Linked DNA regions of Ovis aries: region 2 is linked to region 1. A link is a contact called in public Hi-C data. All regions are on one chromosome and are shown on one strand. The core of a region is the stretch at or near the end of the contact, and the rest is flanking DNA. Distances in the headings are between cores, read along the strand shown.

Region 1 (4,770 bases), core at 535-3,034:
TATCTACAAATGAATGTTGGATAGGGTGTGGAGAAAAAGGAACCATCCTGCATGGCTGGTGAGGATGTAAAATGGTGCAGCCAGTATGGAGAGCAATATGATGGTTCCTCAAAAGAATAAAGATAGAGTTACCATATGATCCGGAGATCCTACTCCTGAGCATGTATCTGGACAGAACTATGATTCAGAAAGATATATGAAGCCGTATATTCACACAGCACTGTTTGCAGTGGGCAGGACATGGAAGCAACCTAAATGTCCACTGATGGATAAATGGATAAAGAAGATGTGGTGTGTAGACCCCCCCGCCTCCATACACTGGAATATAACTCAGCCATAAAGAAGAACAAAATAATGCCGTTTGTGGCAACATGGATGGAAATAGAGGGTATCATGCTAAGTGAAGTAAGTCAGAAAGAGACAAATACCGTATGATGTCACTGATGTGTGAAATCTAAAACAGGGCACAAATGAACCAGTGTGTGAAACAGAAGCAGACTCGTGGACATCAGGCTTGTTGTGGCTGAGGGGAGTGGGGGGAGGGATAGGCTGGGAGTTTGGGATTAGCAGATGCAAACTCTTACATATAGACTGCTTAAACAACAAGATCCTACTCTGTAGCACAGGAACTATATTCAGTATCCTGAGATAAACCATAATGGGAAAGAATATGAAAAAGAATATGTATATATAACTGAATTACTTTTCTGTTCAGCAGAAATTAACAGCATAAACCAATTGTACTTCAGTTTTTAAAACAGTGATGAGTATTTCCTGAAGTCCTAAATTAAATGATGGTACAGCATAATACTTATATATTTACAATTAAGTCATTAATATAATCTGTGTTTTAGAAGGCAAAGACTGGTACCACATATTTTTAAAGAAGCTTTCCATCTCCTAAATAAATGTTAAAATATGTTTCCAGGCTTTAAGGGATAAAGACATGAGCCTGGACGCTCAGCCATCAGGAACACATGCTTCTCTGTTTTGAGGCTCCAGGTGTGTGTGATTACACGCCTCATGTATGCCTCAGTGGGCTGGATACATGTATGTAGTTCGGCAAACACTCCGTGTCAAGGGCCATCAAGACAAAGGCGTAGTTCTGAGCCTTGAGTGGTTAGTGCTGCACTGGGGAGATTGCCTAATGTGTGCATTGTGGAAAGTTATTGGGGAATTCAGGGAAGGCACTTTAGAGACGTTGTTTCTTATCTGAGTTGATATATTGGAGTTAGCATGGGAATGAAAGATGGAAATGAAGCCCCAGTTTCGTTTCGTTTCTTTTTTTTTAACATTTACTTATTTGGCTGCACTGGGTCTCAGTTGTGGTATACAGGATCTTTAGTTGCTGCATGTGGGATCTAGTTCCCTGACCAAGGATTGAACCTGGGCGCCCTGCATTGGGAGCGCAGAGTATTAGCCACTGGACCACCAGGGAAATCCTCAGTTTCTTCCTTAAGGGAAAGTGGATTGAATGTGGGGAAGAGGGAAGCTGTGTTTGTATATCCTCCCCCCACCAATGGTGTCCGGCTCTGTAGCTGTTAAAATGAAGTGTTAGAAAGTGTAGAGAATGCCAGTCTAGGAAGTCAGTGGTTCCCTCCATGCGTGAAAGTCAAATTTCTATGAACGGATGTGCCATGTCCTTGAAAAGGCCAATATTGCCCTCTTTCAGGACAGTGTTTCCAAGTGAGTAGTTTTTTCCTGATCACGTTGCCAACTGTTGAGGTGGAGAGCCAAGTCCACGGGATGCCTGTGTCACTTCCGTACATATCCCCTGAGAGAAGTCCTGTGTGGTGTTCCCCTGCCAGAATTCCGGACATGCTCTCCCTGGCGGGGCAGGACATGCCGTACTTATCTGCAGTGGGCAGCTGGCCAGGAATTTAGGGACGTTTAAAATAGTGCTGTTGTGTTGATGATGATCTTTTGAAAGCCCTTCATGTTGTATTTACTTCTCCATGTGAGTCCTGTCATCCTGCCTTTTTAATTTTTGTCCATTGCTGTAAATCGGGGATTTTTCAGTGATGCTGAGTATCTGGGAGTTCTGGTACATCAGGGCAGTTGCACGAGGCCCAGAGGTGCAGGGAAGCTTGGGGGAGGCGGGTGTGTCTGCAGAGAGAAGCGAGAGCTTGCCCAATGGTGTCCAGACGTAGGCGGGCATCTTGTCCCTCAGTTGCACCTTCTCCCTCTTGAGCTGTCTGTGTGTGCACAGAATCTTCAGGCTTTTGAGACCTCTTCCTTTCTGTTTTTTCTTCGGCATGTTTTTCCCCACCACGGATTTTACTTTTGTGAACACACTGGGCCAGGAAACACTTGCTGGGTGATGGACCCTGAGCTTATGTCCTGATAAAGAAAGCACTAGGTTGAGTCCTGAAGACTTTAGTTAATATTGGGTTGGCCAAAAAGTTAGTTTGGGTTTTTCTGTACACTCTTACAGACCCAGTGGACTTTTTATCTAACCCAGCAGTTTGGATGCTTCCAGGCAAGGCACGATGGGTGTTTCCTCAACTCATTCTGACATGCTTCACTGCTTTCTCATCATTCTTATATTGTCTCAAGGATCTTCTGGAAGCATTTGCTTATGTGATTTCTGTATCTTTTGGGGGTTTTGACCCTGATTTTTGTTTCAAACTTTCTATGACAATTTTAAAGTTTCAAAAATGCTTCATGGTGTTATTAAAACAATATATGTGGGTTGTGTGTGTGTTGGTCTCTCAGTCGTGTCTGACTCTCTGTGACCCCACGGGCTGCAGCCTGTCAGGCTCCTCTGTCCATGGAATTTTCCCGGCAAGAATACTAGAGTGGCTTGCCATTTCCTTCTCCAGGAGATCATCCTGAGCCAGGAATCAAACCTGGGTCTTCCGTGTTGCAGGCAGACTCTTTACTGATTGAACCACTAGTGAAGCCCATGCGTGTTAATGTGAACTAAGTATCGTTTACCACTGGGAGAAATTTCCATGACATTCGATCTTTACTACCACTTTAGGTGGTGCTTTTCCAGGCGGGGTCCCTGGACCAGTGGTGGAACTGGGAACTTGCTGGAAATGCAGACTTCTCGGCGCCTCTCCAGACCTACTGAATCAGGAACTCTGGGGTGGGGCATGGCAGGCTGTGTTCTAATAACCCCTCCAAGGTTGTTGTGCGGCATTTCTACCTCTGCACCACTGGCCTGGGGTGCTCGAGAAATCTCCACTGGCCTTCTTAGTCTTGGGGCTGGATCTGTCTGAAAGTTTCTGCTGTTGTTGAGTCTCTCAGTTGTGTCCCAGTCTTTGTGACCCTGTGAACTGCAGCAAGCCAGGCTTCCCTGCCCTTCACTATCTCCTGCAGCTTGCTCAGACGTATGTCCACTGAGTCGGTGGTGCCATCCAACCATCTCAATCTTTGTCACCCCCTTCTCCTCTTGTCTTTGATCTTTCCCTGCATCAGGGTGTTTTCCAGTGAGTCGGCTCTTCATATCAGGTGGCCAAAGTATTGGAGTTTCAGCATCAGCCCTTCCAATGAATATTTAGGGCTGATTTCCTTTATGATTAACTGGTTTGATCTCCTTGCTGTCCATGGGACTCTCCAGAGTCTTCTCCAGCACCACAGTCTGAAAGCTGGAGCCACTGTGAATTGCTTTTTGGTGACTTTGTGCCTCTCAGGAGGTTACAGTAGCCTTTATGACCCTAAGTTTTAACGTGTCATTTCCAAAGTATTTTGGACTATATCTAGTTTGCTTTAATGGAACGGATTTCTGCTGTTAGAAATTTTACATATTTATGTATTTGCATCAGGTCAGTTGCAGCACGCGAGATCTCTGTTGCGTCTTGTGGAATCTCCTGTTGAGGCACGTGGGCCTCGTAGTTGTGGTGCAGGGGCTTGGTTGCCCCTCGGCATGTGGGATCTAGCTCCCTGAGCAGGGATCTAACTCAAGTCTCCTGTAGTGCAAGGTGGATTCTTAACCACTGGACCACCAGGAAAGTCCCTCTGCTGCTAGGAATTTACAGTGTTCTTTAGTTTGTGTTTAGTAATTGCTTCCGAATTCCTGTAAAGACATTACATGCCATTAGAAATACTGCCTTTCATGTCATCTATTTATATTTTATACAGTATATCAAACCTAATTTAATTAGTTCTGTTACAGATAAATGAATCCCTTGGCAGGCGCAATTCAGGTGGGAAAGAATCCACCTTCAACTTATTTATGAAAACTTTTCTCAGTTCAGTGTAAAAACTGTCAGTGATCTATATTTATGAAGAATTTTTCTCATAACTGACCTTTACAACTTGACAACACTGTTTTTCTGGGAAATCCACTATAATTCAGCCACATGCAGATGTCATGGTGAACCTTGTTCTTCAGGAATGCACCTTTTGAGAGTTGGATTTTTTTCTGACCTAGAATCCTATAGAGCTGGGGTCCCCAACTTCCGGATCTAATGCTGCTGATCTGAGGTGGAACTGATATCACAATCAAAGCAGAAACAAAGTGTACAATAAATGTAATGCGCTTGAACCATTCTGATACCACCACTGCGACTTGTGTGTGGACATCCCCGGTGGGTGGCCTGGGCTCCTCCCTGGCCCTCTCGCGTGAGGCCTGGCCTCCTGACTCAGTGTTCTCAGTGCTGGTGACTCAGGGTCATCCGTGGCCTTGCAGCCCTGTCATCGTCAGATACTACTTCCCTTGAAACTTGCGGTTCCTGAATTTCAGCTGTTTGGGCTTCTCCTCTGCTTCGGAGGAATCAGCCAGCTCTTGGGATGAACCAGTTAGTACTGACGTGAAGGAGTAAA
Region 2 (4,966 bases), core at 1,778-4,277, 100 kb before region 1:
TCGACCAGGAATCATCCCCTGCATCTTTCAGTTGGAAGCACAGTCTTAACCACTGGACCTCCAGGGGAGTCTCCTGAATCTTTATTTTTAACATGGACATTCTTCACTTCTGGTCAGTTCACTCTTTTCTTTAAAAATTCAAGCAGATGTACAATGTACATTTGATAGGCCACAGACAGGCTGTTTTAGCATAAAATTTGAGTTAATTCATGTAAAAGCCAGTATGACTCCCCCATACCTCAGTATGTGGAAATTTCATCACTGTATATGGCCTGTGAGACTTTGCCAGGTCTGACCCCTGCTCACCCTCCAGCACCCAGCATCGTCGTCAGCTAGTTTCTCTCACTTACTGAGCTTGATGCCTGATTTTCTCTTTCAGTCTCCAGAATGTACCAGACTCCCAACCCAGGGGCTTGCACAGGCTGCTTTCCTGCCTGGATTCCTCTGCTCCCATCTGCTATTTTGCAGCCAACCCCTACTGATTCTTCTCTTCACTGTTTAATGACTCCTTCAATAAGACCTTGACCCCACTCCCGACTTATATCCCGACACTTCATATTGAATAATATTACATGTGGTGTTTTGTGGCTGGCTTCTTTCACTTAGCATGGTGTTTTCAAGGCTCATCCTGTTGTAGCATGCCTCAGTACATCACTCCTTTTTATTATAGATGAATTATTCCATTGTACATGCATGCCTGCTGAGTCGCTTCAGCCATGTCTGACCCTTTACGACCCCATGGGCCATAGCCCGCCAGGCTCCTCTGTTCATGGGCTTCTCCATCAACAATACTGGAGTGGATCTTCCCAACCTAGGAATCGAATCTGTGTCTCTTAGCCTCCTGCATTGGCAAGAGAGTTCTTTACCACTAGCGCCACCTGGAAAGCCCATTTCACTGTATGTCAAAGTGTTTGTGAAAGTGTTAATCGTTCAGTCCGTCTCTTTGTGACCCGATGGACTGTGGCCCACCAGGCTCCTCTGTCCATGGAATTTTCCAGGCAAGAATACTAGAGTGGGTAGCCATTCCCTTCTCCAGGGGATCTTCCCCACCCAGGGATGGAACCCAGGTCTCCTGCCTTGCAGGCAGATTCTTTACCATCTGAGCCACCAGGGAAGTCCATTCCCTTGTATAGATACAGATTTATCCACTCGTCAGCTGGTGGACATTTGGGTTGAGCCTACTTTTTGCCTATTATGAACACTGTTACCAAGAACAAGCATTTGCGAGGACATATGTTTTCATTTCTCTTGGTTATAAGCCGAGGGAGTGGAGTTGCTGACTCAGATGTTAACTGGGAGGTGTCAGCAGCCCCTTTTTATGAGGAAGGGTTTAGGATTTTGTCCAGAGGATCCGGTGCCTGTCAGTGTTTGGTTGTTTGGTTAACAGCCAACTGTTTACATCCCTCCTGTTCTTGTCTTTCCCTTTTTTATTTGCCTCTTTTCTTTTCTGTAGATTCCAGCTCCCCTGCAGATTGTAGCCAGCACCAGGATTTTCAAGGGGTAAAAGTTGTTTGTAAAACATTTTGAACTCTCTGTAGGATGGACATTAAAGTAATAATGTTTATCTGTTTAATCTGTGGGCTAGCCATTTGCAGGCTGTTTTGTAACAAAAAGAGCTTATTGAGTAGGAGGCTTTTAAAACTAGTTCCTGAGGGTAACACTCCTACAACAAACTGCTCAGAGTCTCAACTACCCAGCTAGCAATCTGCACCTTTTAAAGAACCACTTTGAAGTCCCTTGGTGATATTAACATCACAAGTGAACCTATACATGTAAACATATGTTGTTCCCGAGCTTGTAAAAATGTATACAGAGTTCCTGGTGTGTGCCTGGCAGATAATAATTGCTTAATAAACTGTTGTTTAGTCGCTAAATTGTGTCCGACTCTTGGCGACCCCATGGACTGTAGCCTGTCAGGCTCCTCTGTCTATGGGATTTTCCAGGCAAGAATACTGGAGCGGGTTGCCATTTCTTTCTTCAGGGGCTCTCCCCCACCCAGGGATCGAACCTGGGTCCCCTGCATTGCAGGTGGATTCTGTACCAACTGAGCTACCAGGGGCCCCTAATAAACTGTTAGCTGCTATTATGAACAGTTACTCTAATGAACAATCGGTTTCTTTGAGGTAAGGATTTCAGTCATTCAGAATGCCTATTAACATTGTGAGGACACACTGAATTGTTTGAAGACACATTGAAAAGTACCCCTTTTCAGGGTGCGCTGACAGATTCTCATTCGATCGTCACGCCCATCTGGTGAAAACCACAGAGAACCTGGCAATTGTTCTCAGGTGCTCATTTGTGGTATAATAAAGATCGACTCAATCTACCCTGGCAAATTTAATCTGCTGACTACAGCAGAAACGACTCTACCGTGATCTGACACCCTCTCCCCTACAGCAAGTCGTTCGGTGTGATTACACAGAAGAGTGGAAGAGCAGCTGCCCGCCGCGCAAGAAAATGCTCCTTGCCCTTAAAAAGCTTTCTATCTAAGGTGTAGATTTACAGGCATTTTACTCTAGTCGAGGGCCGAGAATGGGGGGAAAGAGCCCTGCGTGTGCGTCCATTCACAGTTCAGGGTCCGTCCCGGGAGGATGAGACCTAGAGGTCAAACCTTTTACCCCAGCAAGCCAGACCTCAGAGTCGAGCCGTCCGGCTGCGGAGTATTACAGATGCTCCGAAGACACCCCTTCCTGGTCCCGGTCAAGTGCCCCCGCATCAGGGAGCCGACGGTGAGTCACTCCGAAGAGGGGAGCCAAGAAAAGGGGAGGCGCTCGCGCCTGGGGCTGGAGGTGAGCCGCAGGGCGAAATTATACACCAAGGAAGCCTCGGAAGGAAGAGGAGGGGCCACTGCGCGTGGGGAAGAGAAGGAAAAGAAGGAAGAGACGTTCGGGGAAGGCAGGGAGAGGAGGAAGGAGGAAGGCGGAGGGACGAGACAGGGGCGCGCGCGGGCCCGGGCGGGGCGCGCCTCCGGGAGGGCGTGCGGCGCGGGGCCGGGCGGGGCGGGGCCGCGGCGCCCGAGCTCCGGCGGGGGCTGCCGGGATCCCGGCGCCGCGCTCTCGCTCGCCGCTGCCGTGCTGCTGCGTGCGGCCCGGCTGCCCTCCGCGGGGCATGTGCGCGCTGCGCTCGCCGCGCGCCCGGGGCTCCTAGCTTCTCCGGCGCTTGCTACGCTTGCGGCCCCTCACCTCGGCCCGGCGCCCGGCTCGGGCTGTGCGCGCGGAGCGCCGCCGTCATGGGGCTGCAGCCTCTGGAGTTCAGCGACTGCTACCTCGACAGCCCGTGGTTCCGGGAGAGGATCCGTGCCCACGAAGCGGAGCTGGAGAGGACCAACAAGTTCATCAAAGAGCTCATCAAGGACGGCAAGAACCTCATCGCCGCGACCAAAAGTAAGCGGGGCCCCGGGGCGAGGCCAGCAGGAGCCTCTGCCAGAGGGACACCGACCATCCCGTGCCTGGGGCCGGCAGCCGGAGGGTCAGGGGATTCATCCGGCCCCGCGAGGCCCCGCGGTCGTGCTTCCTCGGCTCCTCGGGCAGCCGGGGCGAGTCCCTTTCCCGCCCCTGCCCCCGCGCGGCGGCCCGAGCCGGGAGCCATGCGCGTAAGCTTGCTGCCCGCCAGACCCGCAGCTCCGGCCGGGCGCCCTCGGTGCCTGCGTTCTCCGCCGGACCCGTCGGCAGGCAGGTTCTCTTGCCCCCTAGAGCTGCTCTGTCTCGTCTGAAACACATCAGTTTCACGTCTTGTCTCGTGATCCTTCAGAAGAACTTGCCTGAGGATTCTTTGCAAACCTGCTGAGTTGGTCAGAAGTCCCTTAAGCCGTACCCTTTCTGTGTCTTTTTCGGATCCGCTGCGACAGTCTCGTCCCAGGCGCCTTACTATGCTAAACCCGAAAGTCCACCTGGCGTTGTGAAAATTCCTTTCCTCCTGCTGCGCCGAGGAGGGTTCACAGATCGGAGCTTGTGAGGCTGAGCAGACAGCCTGCCCTCTAGCCCCAGCGAGCCCTGCCTGCAAATAGGGAATTCCACCCCGGCCAAGCTTGCTGCCTTCCAACCCTGTTCGTCTCTATCTTTTGAGCAACTCAGAAGTGGCCACAGGAAAATAAGAGATGTATCCGCTTATAGCGTCTGAAAAGAGTCTAGGAGGGAGGTGGCCTGAAATGCATGCTGAAACACTGAGTTGGTGATGCAGCTGGAAATAGGAAAAAATTAGCTTGAGTGAGGAGCCGGGCCTCCTGAGCACACATGTAACCTATACCCCATCCTGAGGATACCGGTTGAGTGTTGGCTTTTCCCTCTTAAAAAGACCTATCCACGCAGCAGACTGGGAAAAATATCCCATGTCACCGCGTGCCCCCCACCCCAGTTCCCCATTTTGCATTAAGGAAGATGGAAATGTACTGACTGAATTGTCTCAGGTACCCAGCCCAGAGCCTGGAACAGTGCAAATTCAATGAATGAATGAATTGAAAGAAATATGATTTCATGGAAAGAATTCAGTGAGTGAGCCATCTCTAATTTTGGAAGCAAGTCACTCAGCTTCTCTAGGTGATGACCAGGGTTCGTTTTGATTCTGTGACCTCTGGTGTTGCAAAATGAGGATTGGGAATCACTTCCCAAAGTGACATGTGGCTGGTGGGCTATTGCGTTAGTGGCTCTCCAGTGTCTTGGTGTTGTGTGTGTGTTGGGATGGGGATGGGGAGGGGTTGTAAATATGTAGGTGTAAACGGAGAGAGGAGGAGATGAAAAGGACGTGGGATGTGTGTGTGTGTGTGCGCGCGCGTGCAGTGGACATGAGAAAGACTTTCCTTTTGTAGCTTGGTCTTCACTAGTGTCGCTGGCTGGGGGAGTGTCCTTTCTCACTGACTCTAGCAGCTCCCTCTGGCTCGAGGGGTGTGAGGAGGGAGGCTCTGGTGTGGAGAGAGGCAGATGGCAAAGCCAGTCTGGCCACTGGTGGAAAGCTATTTATGTGACTGCAT

The links. Hi-C and Micro-C count contacts between places; a contact is called where the count stands out from the background.
Region 2: a Hi-C map of muscle shows a contact between it and region 1, with 4 times the contacts expected there. The contact joins the promoter of ARHGAP10 here to the enhancer-like site in region 1. A contact is called at or near these places in 2 of 16 Hi-C or Micro-C datasets (muscle and tail adipose tissue).

The regions. Positions count from the first base shown.
Region 1 is chr17:10,429,020-10,433,789 of ARS-UI_Ramb_v3.0, reverse strand. The region is part of intron 3 of ARHGAP10 (Rho GTPase activating protein 10); the gene reads left to right. Among named protein-coding and RNA genes, the nearest start is that of TRNAG-GCC, 17 kb to the left of the region's middle. Within about 2 kb of position 1,784, at least 12 of the 54 cell types and tissues checked have an H3K27ac peak or open chromatin away from gene starts, as enhancers often do. A contact at or near this core is called in muscle and tail adipose tissue, where this site is marked.
Region 2 is chr17:10,532,415-10,537,380 of ARS-UI_Ramb_v3.0, reverse strand. It overlaps ARHGAP10 (Rho GTPase activating protein 10), which reads left to right and starts at 3,027. Exons shown (of 21, transcript XM_060400981.1): 1 at 3,027-3,383. The coding sequence starts at 3,230.